Linked DNA regions of Mus musculus: all the other regions are linked to region 1. A link is a contact called in public HiChIP or PLAC-seq and promoter capture Hi-C data. All regions are on one chromosome and are shown on one strand. Each heading gives the region's core, a stretch centred on a gene start, on an enhancer-like site or on the middle of the called end of the contact. The rest is flanking DNA. Distances are from core to core; before and after follow the strand shown. Region 1 overlaps Itfg1 (integrin alpha FG-GAP repeat containing 1). Region 2 holds the start of Lonp2 (lon peptidase 2, peroxisomal). Region 3 overlaps Abcc12 (ATP-binding cassette, sub-family C (CFTR/MRP), member 12). Region 4 has its middle 19 kb from the start of Abcc12.

Region 1 (3,060 bases), core at 200-2,699:
TTCTCTCATGGAAACTGCTTCCTCTAAAACTATGTCTGTCTTCGTCATTATTTTTTTTTTTCAAGAGGATAAGGCCTAGTTTGGGATAGGGTCTTGCTGGATATGTCAGGGTGGTCTCGAATTAATGATTCTCCTGCCTCGAGTATCTAAGGGCTGATATTTCCAGTGTGGGCTACTCACTTGGCTTCCTTCCTTTTGTTGTTGTTGTTTTGTTTTGTTTTGTTTTGTTTTGTTTTGTTTTGTTTAAAGCTGGCATAGACTCAGGGCCTCTCCATCCAAGGCAAGCACTGTGCCTCTGAACTATAAGCCCAGCATTTTAAGTGTTCTTTTTGATTCTTCTGTTTTTATGTTTTATTTATGTGTTTGGTGCCTGTGGAAGACAGGAGAAAGTGACTGATCCTGTGACTTTGGACATAGAGTGGTTGTGAGCCACCCCATGTGGGTACTGGGAGTTGAACTTAGGCCCTTTGGAAGAGAAGCAAGTACTCCTAACCACTGAGCCATTTCTCCAGCACCCTTGTTTTTGTTATTTTGGATGTATGAGTGTTGTTCCTGCTTGTGTGTATGCTTACCATGTGTGTGCAGGGCGTGTAGAGGCCAGATAAGGGTAGCAGATCTTGAACTTGAGTTCAAGTTTTCAGCTGCCATGTGGGTATGGGGAACTGAACCTGGTTCTCTGCAGGAGTAGGGAGTCCTTTTACCCATTGAGCTGTCTGTCCAGTTCCTCATTAAGCATTACTAAGGAAGAAAATAAAATATTGCTGTTTGTGAAATCATATTTAATAGTTTTGGGTTCTTTACATTTTTTGTTTGTTAAAACAGCACTTCATACTAGCTTGAACTGGCCCTGCACTTGTACCTATCCTCCTGCCTCAGCGTTTTAAATGCTGGGGATTATAGTGTGAGCCATCTGGCTAAACTTCATCTAAGAGTGTTTCTTCATTCATCCTTTACCTCATTTTCACTGAATGTATTTTCCATTAACAGTTGGTATCAGTTGGTTTATTTGTATCTTGGTAGCAGTTCTTTGACTCTCTGCAGCCTGTCTGAATGTCCCTTGCTCTCTAACATGGCCCTGCAATGAGAGTTCTACCTAGTTCTTTGCTGATAGAAAATGTTTCACGTTCTAGGTTGTATTGAGCCTAATCCATGTGCATAATGTGGACTACTAGGTTTGTCTCTGATAAGCGTTCACTGAAGCATTATCTGATTCATAAGCTGCACCTGCACATAACAGGAATGTTGAAGTTGTATTAGCTCACTGATGTCACCAGGGCTCCATTTAGTACCCGGGAAAAAGAATAAATGACACTTTGGGATTGTGGTTATCGTTTCGAATGGAATGCCTACCAGCAGATCAAATTCTTCTGCTGTCAGAAAGGATCTGATTCATTTGAGGATGTTACTGCCTTTGTGGCCTTATCTGCTAGCTTCATTTATTTTCAGGGAGCAGAGTAGAAAAGACAATATTCTCTTCTTAGGAGCAGATTGCCTCAATTACATCCAGGTTTTTATAAGTCTACATCATTACAGAAAGTAAGTGCTAACTGAAGTGAGCCAAGCCAGCTTACCGACAGCTAAGCACTGTACCAGCTCAGCCGGAGCTGATTCATACATGAAGCTGAGCTGATACATGAAGCCGGAGCTGATTCATACATGAAGAGGGCTATAGTGACTGAAGAAGGGCAGTGCCTCAGGCCGGGGCTGTCTGAACATTCCAACAGCCAGCAGCACAGTCTGTGCTCAGTCTTCCAGAAACAGCTTGGACTCTCTCACATCAGGTCAGACCTTGTCTCTTCCTTTCCTTTTTCTGTGTCATGCTTCTCAACATATCACTGTTCCTAGTCACTTCTCAGTCCACACTGAAACTGAAGAAAGGGGAAGTTACACTTTTCCATATGTACTGTTTTCAGAAGTTGAATGGGGTACATGATAGGTTATATAAATGAAAAACAGCTTGTGGATTGGAAGAATATTTGTAAGTCCTATCTGTGATAAAAGATTAATATGAAAATTATAACAAACTTATATAACTTAATTGAATTATAAATGGTCATATAACATGAAAGTACAATGTAGAATAGGCAGCCAGTATAAGAAAAGGCACTCAGTATGACTAATCATCAAACATAGAGAAAAAATTATTTACTCTGTTTATGGGAATGTAGATTGGTATAGTCATTATGAAAAAAACTGTATGGAAATTTATTTTAAAACTAAAAATAGAATGCTGCATAATCTAGTCCTCTAAGTTACGCTGTAGAGGGCTTTACATTATTGTAGTGTCAGTGGGACCTGTCTTAGTTAGGATTTTATTGCTGTGAAGAGACACCATGACCACAGCAACTCTTCTAAGGAAAACATTTAATTGGGACTGACTTACATTTTCACTAGTTTAGTCCATAAATCATCATACTGGGAAGCATGGCAGCGTGCAGGAGCGTGTTGCTGGAGAAGTTCTACATTGTAATCTATAGACAGCAAGAAGAGACTGCTTTGAGCATCTGTGATCTCAACCCCCATCCCATGACAATGCACTGCTTCCAACAAAGCTACACTTATTCCAACTCCTATGGACCTATGGGGACCATTTTGATTCAAACCACCACAATACCAAGATTGTTAATTTTGTTGTAATATTAGTTACAACAGGCAGGATATGAACTCTCTGGAGGCATTCGTCAACCTATGAATAGAAGATGATACTGTGAATTATGGAAGTTGTATGTGTAGAAGGTGTGTGCACACATATAGTGGAATGTTTTTCAGACTTAAAATGAGATCTTATCTTTGACATTACATAGATGGGCCAAAAAACATCAGACTGGAGATGGCTCAGTGGTTAAGAGCACAGACTGCTCTTCTAGAGGTCCTCCTGAGTTCAATTCTCCATCTGTAATAGAATCTGATGCCCTCATCTGGTGTGTCTGAAGACAGCTACAGTGTACTCATATACATAAAATAATAAGTAAATCTTTAAAAAAAAAAAGTAACTGGCTTGTGTGACAGGAAGTCACAGGAAGAAAAAGGAACACTTTGAAAAGAGATTTTAGTATTTAT
Region 2 (2,983 bases), core at 469-2,968, 820 kb before region 1:
CCTTCATTTGAAAATAAGGAGGGGAAGGAGGCTCTCCAACCTGCTCTTCAGTATCAATACATTGAGCAAGAACTTGAGAAAAGAGCTTAAAGATAACATCTGCTAAGACACACTATAGACTAGTACTGTCCAATAAAAATACAAGCCATACTCGTGATTTTAGTATCCACAGGTGATTTTAGGTGAAGTGGTCAGAATATTAACATTGTAACATTTATTCTATGTAACATTAATTAAGCAGGGCAGTGGCACACGCCTTTAATCCCAGCACTTGGGAGGCAGAGGCAGGCGGATTTCTGAGTTCAAGGCCAGCCTGGTCTACAGAGTGAGTTCCAGGACAGCCAGGGCCACACAGAGAAACCCTGTCTCGAAAAAGAAAAAGGAAATTCACGTTTTCTCAAACTATAGTGTGCACTGTACATTTATGACACATTTAGGGTGACCAACTGCCTTGAGCTGCCTAGAATTGACAGCCTTTCTGGGCACACATGCACTCTAGTGTTAAAACTCATATTAGAGCATGCACACTTCAAGTGCTCTATACGCACAATCACTGTGCAGTCCAGGGAAGCATGGGGCAAACCAGTCTGCACAGATGGACCTTCAAGACACACCTAAGAGACATGGGAAATCACAGGGGAAGAGTCAGACGCAGGTGAAATCTACCACCCAAGTCAACGAACCAGAGCCGGGACACAGGGCTATCCAGTGACATCCCCCGGGCCTAAGATAAAAATGCCAGGAAGGAGCAAAGGTGAGCCTAGAGGCTGGGAAGACTGTAGTGGGAGACCCCAAGGAAAATGCTAACAGGAATGGCCCTTCATGAAGGGGAGGCCGTCGGGGAATAGAGAAAATAGGTAACAACATGTAAAACAAAGCACCCAAAAGTTAACTGCGTAGTTTAGGCATGAGCAGGAAAAAGAAAGAAAGAAAGAGAGAGAGAGAGAGAGAGAGAGAGAGAGAGAGAGAGAGAGATAGATAGATAGATAGATAGATCTAGATTTATAATGTTTCAGCTGGAGAACATGACCGGAGGTTGACTGAAAGAAAGGGGACAGGGTGAAAGGTGGTATGGGGGAGGGGCCCGGGCGCTGGGCGGTGAAGAAGGCTATGTAGGACACGAATTCACATCAGATAAGCACCAGCAACAGGCAGCAAATGAACTGCACAGAGTTTCCACCCGTGTCAGGCATTGCTCCGTGACTGATCCGGCTCACTAACGGTCACTGGCGAAAAGCGTCCCTCCCACTTTTCACGCTGGGGAGACTTGAGCCACAACTCCGCTCACAGGCCGCCGGGGCGCGAGTCCCGGAGGGCCTCCCTCCGAGTGCCCGGCGGGCCTACCTGTGCAATGGTGGCAGGTCCTGCGTGTCGCTGGCCGGGTCGGGTGTGTTGGGGATGACTCCTAGAATGGTGCTCTGCAACGACGTGCCCTTGAGCAAGCGGCTCCGCACCAGCTGCAAGTTGCGGGCCGTGTCCACACTTGTGCGCATAGTGGAGCCAGGCAGCAACACACTCTCGTGGGTCAACAGCAGCGGAAGGCGGCTGGGGATCTGGATGGGGCTCACGGAGGACATGGCCACTGGTCGTCAACACCAGAGGTGTCAGGAGGACTCCCAAGTACGAACTCTACACTTCCTTCGCCGAACGCACCGCAGCCGTCACTCGACGGCCCGCCCCCAGGCCTGAGTGCCGCCGCTTCCGGCACCGCCCCTTCCCCAGGCTCCGGTCCCCAGGCCTGCCGCCGCTTCCGGCCCCGCCCCTTCTCCAGGCTCCCAGACTTCTGCCCGGACGCTTCGGACTCGCCCCCGGGCCATGTGCTGCTGTTTCCGGGCCCGCCCACAACCCTTCCGGAGGCCGCAGCGGCTAAGCCTTCCGGTCTGTCACTCTCCCCCCCCCCCCCCCCCCAAAGCTAAAGCGTAGCGGCTTCTGGCTCCGCCCCTAGACCCAAACCCCTCAATTTCTGGCTGCATCCCCAGGCTGGTCCCTACATTAAACACCTCCGCTCCCCGCTAGCCCAGAGATACCCAATTTCTGTCGCTTCGCTCAGCCCTTCTCTCTGAACCAGTGATGCCAGACGACAAGCAAACCTGGTGCACAGACAGCATGAACAGTGCCTGCATTTAAATTCGGAAGGAATGTTGAGAAGGACGGTGTGCACTAGACATTTTTAAACCTTTTTATTGAATAGATTTTATATTTTAACAAGTATCCTATACCTCTCACTCGGTTTTCCCTATTATGTTGCATAACCATGGTTCACATAACCCAGGAAATTAGTATTACCATTACCTAATCCATAGACCTTCTCCCAAGCTGGTGGGTTTTACTATCGTCCTTAATTTTTCACTTTGTTTATCTCCTGGATCTCTTAAGTCTGTGATATTGCTTCCATCTTTGCTTTATTTTATTAGTATTTTAAACAGATACTTTTAAAAAAGGGGCATTCAATTATTTGTAGAAGGTCACAATTTGGATGATAGATTCTAGGTTGTGGTCTGAGTCACTGAGGTCTAGAGGGAGGGTGAACTGGTAGGTGATGATCTTGGTTGTGACACACTCATCAAGTATGCATTGTGTAGATATCTTGAGATAGACTTTGGGAGTAATATAAAGAAAAAATATATACAATAACTTACCTTTTTATTAAGAGTCTTATCTGGAGAGTAGAGGACTTATACTCTGAGATTCCTGGTGTCTTTTTAAAAATGGTACTTGGGATTGGACCAAGGGCTCTGAACATGGTAGGTATTTTATGAGGAAACTATGACCATCTTAAAAACCTTGGGGCATATTTTTTAAAAAAACTTTATTTATTTTTATCATGCATACATATCCTAAAAGCAACAAGTGTTTTGTGTGCATACTAATGTCTGGACTTATTTTTGTTTAATAAATTAATTTTTTGATTTTATTATTTTCTTGGTCTCCTAGGACAGGGTCTTAACTGAGTCACACATATGGCCAAAGAAAAAGAGTCATT
Region 3 (2,959 bases), core at 233-2,732, 740 kb before region 1:
CTGTTTTCTTTCCTCACCCAGAAAGTCATGGCTCTTGTGATGAGTGGCCCAGACTCCCCAGTCTTCCCCTAGCCCAGGAAAGGCTCCTGAGGCCAGGACCAATGGGCAACGCTTCAGGGTTCTTCTGCCTTCTTAGATCCTGTTCCCATTCAAACAGTAGTCTCCCTCTGGCTTAGGAGGGTGAATCTTGCTGGAGAAAGAGACTGGGCTTATGTTAAGTGAACTGGAGGATTTGGCTGCATGGTCACAGACCTTGTTGAATCCATCCCACATACAGGTTCTGAATGCTTGGTGGGAATCTAGGGCCCCTTCTCTACCCAAGATAATTCAAGGTTACCCTCTCATTCTCTCTCTCTCTCTCTCTCTCTCTCTCTCTCTCTCTCTCTTTCTCTCTCTCTAATCTCCCAAGTCTGGGAGATATACTGCACGTGAGTATGTATTTGTGTGCGTGTGCACGAGCACGCATACCTCAAAGTAGAAAACATCCCAGAGACATTGGGAGGTGACCCGTTGGGGCACTGGTGCAGAGAGCCCCTTCTTCTTGTTCAGTAGGCCTGGTCTGGGGGGCAGGAAGCAGATCTCATTGCCTTTCAGTGAATCAGAAATTGAGGTGGTGAAGGTGTGAAGGCTGAAGCAGCAAGTAAGGTTGCCATAGCTATAGGACTTTGCAGCCTGTAGGTTGGTACCCTCTGGCTGAGGCCAGGAGGACCACCCTGAAGAGAGAGGGCCTCTCAAAGACCCAGGAAACCCAGCCCCCCACAGCTCCCCAGAATAAGCTTTAAGCATTCAAATTTTATACATGTGAGTATCTGGTTTCTTTAGCAGGTGAGCCACAGCTCTATAAAATAATGAGCCAGATTAGTTAGACAAGAACTCCTAGGTCCTCTGTAGGCCAGGGCTGAGGAAAGGAGAAGGCTGGCTGGATTCAGTCTGGAATCCCATGTTTTGCCTAGAAATGGTCTGTGGCCTAGCTAGATTCCTTAGCGTGGTTACCATAGCCCTGGCCTGTGACTATTCAGTCTGTGGCATCTGCTTGCCCTGGGAGAACTGTCTTCCGGAGGAGTCCTGGGTCCTGGAGGATGCTGCCTTGGTCCTGACAGGTGTGAGACAGAGCTGTCCCTCTATTATCCCCTCTTGGAGGATAAACCATAGCCACATGCCCAGCCCATCTTTGAAACTCACTAGCCCGAAGTATGATCTTAGGCAAGCTGGTGTTTTCCCAGAGTCTCCAGCAGTCACACCTTTCCAAGGTCATTTTAGCTCACTTTTTGCTTGTTGGGAGAGGAAGAAGGCCACCAGATGGCACCATAATCTTGATACACTCTTCATCCCATTCTTTGTGGGGGAGGGGAGGGCTCAGCCTCAAACTGCAGCCCCGGGGCTTTCCAGAACATTTCCTAGCTGCTCTGACCTCAGATGCTTTGGAGTAGCTGGCCATGACAGCCACTCATCTGTTTACTTGAGGAAACAAAGCGAGGCCAGCAGTCTGACGAGCTGCTGGAATCTACTAAGGGCTCAGCTTCCGAAGTGTTTGCAGAGCACGGCTACACAAAGCTACTTGGTGTCACCAGAGTGAGCCAAGGGCTTGCTGGCCAGAGGGACCTTTTCGGGGCCCTCCCAAGTCTGGGTGGTGGTCCCACACATAGGCAGAAAAGCCTGTAGATTGTAGTGGGCCCTGTGTGCTTCCTTTCCTCGTGTGAAAAGAATCAATGGCTTAACCGAGCTTACAGCTTTCTTGAGCTGAGAGCTGCCCGAGGTTGGGAGATAAGATGTAAGATCAGGCTGTGGAACACCAGAGGATGATGCCTGAGGTCCAAGTCTGTCTTTGAGGGAAAGGTTCTGTCAGAAGCAGAAGGTGTGTCTCCCTCCACTGGGCAGTAGGAGCCAGGTTCCTGCTTGGGCTGCCTGAGGAAGGGCTCCAGTCATGGATAGGGGAGACAGAGGCTAGAGCTATCCATGCTGCTGGAACTGCTCTGGTTGAAGCATTTGGGCACCACCCACCCCATCAGGTGTACAACTATCAGTGGTAGGCCTTTGCTTGCAGGATTCGAATCAAGTTTAGCCAAGTGGGATTTTGGCCTTGAGCAGAGTAGAAGTGCAAATCCGGGACTCTGGCCCTGCTGTGATGGCTTTCTTCTTTAGATCAAACTGTTCCCACTCTTACAGCATTTTGCCTGCCTTTAGGAGGGGACTATCTGCCCTTTGTTGGGTGGATCAATCGAGGAGTGCCCTTTCTTCTTCCAAAATAAAACGGCATCCCTCTCAGCAGAATTCTTTAATCCAAGGATTGGTGTGGATGTGAAGGGTCTCGGAATCAGAAAAACAGGGCCTGTGATATTTATTGTTCACATCGTTATTGTTCTGTTAAAGCTGGTGGGGGTGTGGCCTATGACCCGGTTTCTATTCCCCGGGCTCAGTGGGGTGGGGCTTCTGACAGGACTGGGATCATGTTTTCTGTCTTTTCCAAACCTTGGCCTCCACAATAGTCAATCAGATTTCTGAGTGGGGTAGCTCATTCACAGAGAAGAATCGAAGGAAGTTTTGATTGCCTCATTGTTGCAGCCAGAGTCCAGCTTCTGTACTGAAAAGACTGGGGACTAGCTCAGTGGTTCTCAATTGCCGCCCCCGCTCCAACCCCTGGGGCATTTGGCAGTGCTTGCAGACAATTTTGCTCATCACAACTAGGGAAAGACATCCTACTGGTAGGTAGACACCAGAGAGGCTGCGAAATAGTCTACAATGCACAGGGCAGCCCCTGAAGACAAGGGATTATTTGGTAATAGTGCCAGGATTGAAAACCCCAGTAATTCAGTGCACCTGGGAAAGCAGGCTGGGAGTTTGGTGTGAGCTCTTTCTTACCGAGGCAGTGCTGTTGTGGATGGATGCACTGTCTCTGCAGTTCCTGGAGTCTTGTGATGAGGTCATTCTGTTAGAAGATGGAGAGATCTGTGAAAAGGGC
Region 4 (2,808 bases), core at 284-2,783, 780 kb before region 1:
CCTCTGCAGGCACCGGGCATGCATGTGATAAACAGATATACATGCAGGTGAAACATTCATACACCTAAAATAAAAACAAATACATCTGAGAGAGAGAGAAAGAGAAAGGGAGGGTGGCGTTCTGCTCCCCACAGTACACTGAGAGTAAGGGACATTCCTAGAGACAAAACGTTAATTGACCCCCAACCTTCATCTTCCCTTATTCTTCCTATTTAACTGGACACTGGGATAGCTACTGTCTAAAATATGTTCTTTATAAAAGTCTTCCCAGTAGCTATGGCTCATGGAATGGAATGGGGAAGTCCAGTAAAAGTTCTGGGTTGGAGCCAGTACAGAAAGAATGTTGATCTTGTAGACACCGTCTTACCTCTGGCTTTACTTCTGGCCACTTTCCACTTTCTGGCGGCACCAAATGACCACAAGCTCCAGGACCATGGCCTACCAAGTTCAGAAATTCTCAGTCAAGGTTTCAAAGTAGGGTATTTTCTCATTGGGTTAGCTCAGTCATATGCTCATCTCTGAACCAAGCATGTTAAGCTATTAGAAGTTGGATTTGCCAGGCCCAGTCACTCCTGTGTGGGAGGACAGGATCAGCTCCAAGTCACATGGACTGAATGGAGGGGTTCCCTCTCTAGAATCGCGAGGCTTTTGCTATGAGCAGGCTATGGATGCCGGCAGGCCCCTCAAGGGTGTTGGCAGATATTGAAATAGAAAAAGAAATGATTTTCAACTTCTAGGCAGAAGATCTCTAGGGGAAAAAATGTGTCAACGCATTTTTATTTGTTTTCAAATTGTGATCACCAAGTTCCTCAAAATTCCACAAGAAAAATGAATCCAGTAAGCTAATAGTCTCGCATAGTTTTTCACAGTAGGATAGAGCTGCCTTTAAATGATACCCTGCCTGGGGGTTTTGATCTCTGGAGACACGAAGTAAGCAGTAAACAAGTCAGCAGGCAGTTCCAGAGCAGTGCCAGGAGGTGTCGACAAAGAGCTGAGCTGAGCTTCCATAGAGCTCGCTTGCCCAGCGGACTTGCTGCAGATTCCCTAGAGCGGCAGCAAACAAACATTTACTTAGATAAGAAGGATGGGGTCGGAAGAACGTTCAGTGCAGAAGGAACAGTTTTGCCTGAGGGCGATGCGATCTCAGAACCGAAGAACACGGTCTACACCGAAGGCGGGGAAATGTTCTCATCTTCTTCCGCCCGGAGGCGTCTCCAGTGACACCTGTTTCTTTTTGTGGGGTATTTTTTGACTGTAAATCCTCATTCTCTCTCTCTCAATAGCTATTTTCCCTGTTACTTTTTTTTTTTTCTTCAATCTTTTATCCCCTTTCGTTACTTTCGGAGTCCCAAAGAGCAATCGAAGGGCCCTTCTAAGTGCCATCCTATCCGGCTTCTTCCAAGTCCAGAGTTGTTAATAGAAAATATCTGTCCCTCCCAGACCTATTTTGTGGCAATGGCCTTTGTACCAGAACGCCCTCCCCAAACAGCCATCATCCTTCAGGAGGGTCCTCATGTTTTACTCAAGCTGGCCAGCAGATGGCAGGTTCTTCCTAGTAATGCAGGAAGGCTCCGTAGACTCAAAACTGCAGTGATCTACACGGAATCCGGACAGAAAAACGCAGATCCCTGAGTCAGAGGATGGGAAAGAGGCTACTGCCACCGATCCACAGGACTCCACCTACCTCCCCAGCCCCGATCTCTTCCATCAATCTCTATTTCTGGGATTATTTTCAAAGTCAGCAGCAGCTAAATCACTCAGAGCAAATTTATTAAAGCCACTCTGCAGTGGCTGGTTTCAAACTCACTATGTGGTCCAAGCTGGCCTTGAACTTGTAGCTCCAGTTCTAACCTTTCATGTGGCTGGGTATATGTATGGGCCACTATGACTAACAGACAGTTCTCAGAACAAAAGCAGTTTCCACCTATGTGATACTCTGGTGCCAACTCTTCAGACTGTCAAATTCTTACATAGGGCTGGTGGCAAGAGCCTTTACTCACAGCACTTAGGAGGCAAAGGCAGGCAGATCTCTGAGTTTGAGGCTAGCCTGGTCTACAGAGTTCTAGGTCAGCGGGGGCTTGCCAGAAACAAAACAAAACAAAACAAAACTGACGTCCTAACACATTTTATACACATCCCCTTGTCTCATCTAGATAATTTGTGTTAGAAGCAACCTTACAGATTACCAGTCTGAGAGCTGACCTGTCTGTCGTCCATGTGCCTGTGGGCTAGAACAGAAAAAAATGTCATTATTTTTACTAATGGAAATTTAGCATTTTCCCTTTATCATAATGGAGGTAATCAAATACATCATATCCACGACCTTCACGAGGATGGCGGCATCAATGGGCGTTCTCAAATCTCATTTGGTTGCCCCAGTTTTCACAAACCTCACGTGTATTGATGCTTTGGACTCTTGGTGGTCATTAGACCTCCTTCTAGATTATGTTACTTAGAGCGTCAACACAGTAGATTATGTTTCATAATATCCTGCCTTGTTTTTAACATAGCACTCTTTTAGTTTAATTGGTTATCTGTAATTCTACATATCGTGTCTTGGACATTAAAAAAAAGGTTTTGAAAATACACTGGAGAATCAAAGAGGCCCACGGCATGGGAACAGATTAATAACAACATTTATCTGATATAAATAAATAACATTTATTCTGATAGAGGGATCCTCACTCTGGCAGGAGGGGTGTCTGGCTCAGAACCCCATCACTGGCTTTGAACAGACTTGTCTGCACTTTGATCTAAGACAGAAGAAGAAAGGACCAGAGGGACAGGCAAACATCCAATATGGGGGAT

What was found. Promoter capture Hi-C pulls out the DNA fragments that hold promoters and counts their contacts. HiChIP or PLAC-seq counts read pairs in DNA pulled down with a chosen protein or histone mark.
Region 2: a contact with region 1 is called in a promoter capture Hi-C map of the HPC-7 cell line, with 3 times the contacts expected there. The contact joins the promoter of Lonp2 here to the enhancer-like site in region 1. A contact is called at or near these places in 11 of 39 promoter capture datasets (the 3T3-L1 cell line, 3T3-L1-derived adipocytes, the C10 cell line and 6 more) and 3 of 115 datasets of contacts at active chromatin or transcription factors (embryonic hindbrain, embryonic limb bud and embryonic stem cells).
Region 3: an H3K27ac HiChIP or PLAC-seq map of SST interneurons shows a contact between it and region 1, with 5 times the contacts expected there. The contact joins two enhancer-like sites. A contact is called at or near these places in 3 of 115 datasets of contacts at active chromatin or transcription factors (SST interneurons, astrocytes and embryonic basal ganglia).
Region 4: an H3K27ac HiChIP or PLAC-seq map of SST interneurons shows a contact between it and region 1, with 6 times the contacts expected there. The contact joins two enhancer-like sites. A contact is called at or near these places in 16 of 39 promoter capture datasets (the 3T3-L1 cell line, 3T3-L1-derived adipocytes, cranial neural crest and 11 more), 2 of 15 datasets of contacts at CTCF or cohesin (both in the NIH/3T3 cell line), 7 of 115 datasets of contacts at active chromatin or transcription factors (SST interneurons, embryonic basal ganglia, embryonic forebrain and 4 more) and 1 of 9 other capture datasets (liver).

The regions. Positions count from the first base shown.
Region 1 is chr8:85,799,145-85,802,204 of GRCm38.p6, reverse strand. The region is part of intron 6 of Itfg1 (integrin alpha FG-GAP repeat containing 1); the gene reads left to right. Among named protein-coding and RNA genes, the nearest start is that of Itfg1, 40 kb to the left of the region's middle. Within about 2 kb of position 1,449, at least 11 of the 459 cell types and tissues checked have an H3K27ac peak or open chromatin away from gene starts, as enhancers often do. A contact at or near this core is called in the HPC-7 cell line and SST interneurons, where this site is marked.
Region 2 is chr8:86,622,778-86,625,760 of GRCm38.p6, reverse strand. It overlaps Lonp2 (lon peptidase 2, peroxisomal), which reads right to left and starts at 1,718. Exons shown (of 15, transcript NM_025827.3): 1 at 1,345-1,718. The coding sequence starts at 1,577.
Region 3 is chr8:86,534,949-86,537,907 of GRCm38.p6, reverse strand. It overlaps Abcc12 (ATP-binding cassette, sub-family C (CFTR/MRP), member 12), which reads left to right. Exons shown (of 29, transcript NM_172912.4): 14 at 2,900-2,959. Among named protein-coding and RNA genes, the nearest start is that of Abcc12, 30 kb to the left of the region's middle. Within about 2 kb of position 1,482, at least 88 of the 459 cell types and tissues checked have an H3K27ac peak or open chromatin away from gene starts, as enhancers often do. A contact at or near this core is called in SST interneurons, where this site is marked.
Region 4 is chr8:86,584,021-86,586,828 of GRCm38.p6, reverse strand. No RefSeq gene overlaps it. Among named protein-coding and RNA genes, the nearest start is that of Abcc12, 19 kb to the right of the region's middle. Within about 2 kb of position 1,533, at least 93 of the 459 cell types and tissues checked have an H3K27ac peak or open chromatin away from gene starts, as enhancers often do. A contact at or near this core is called in SST interneurons, where this site is marked.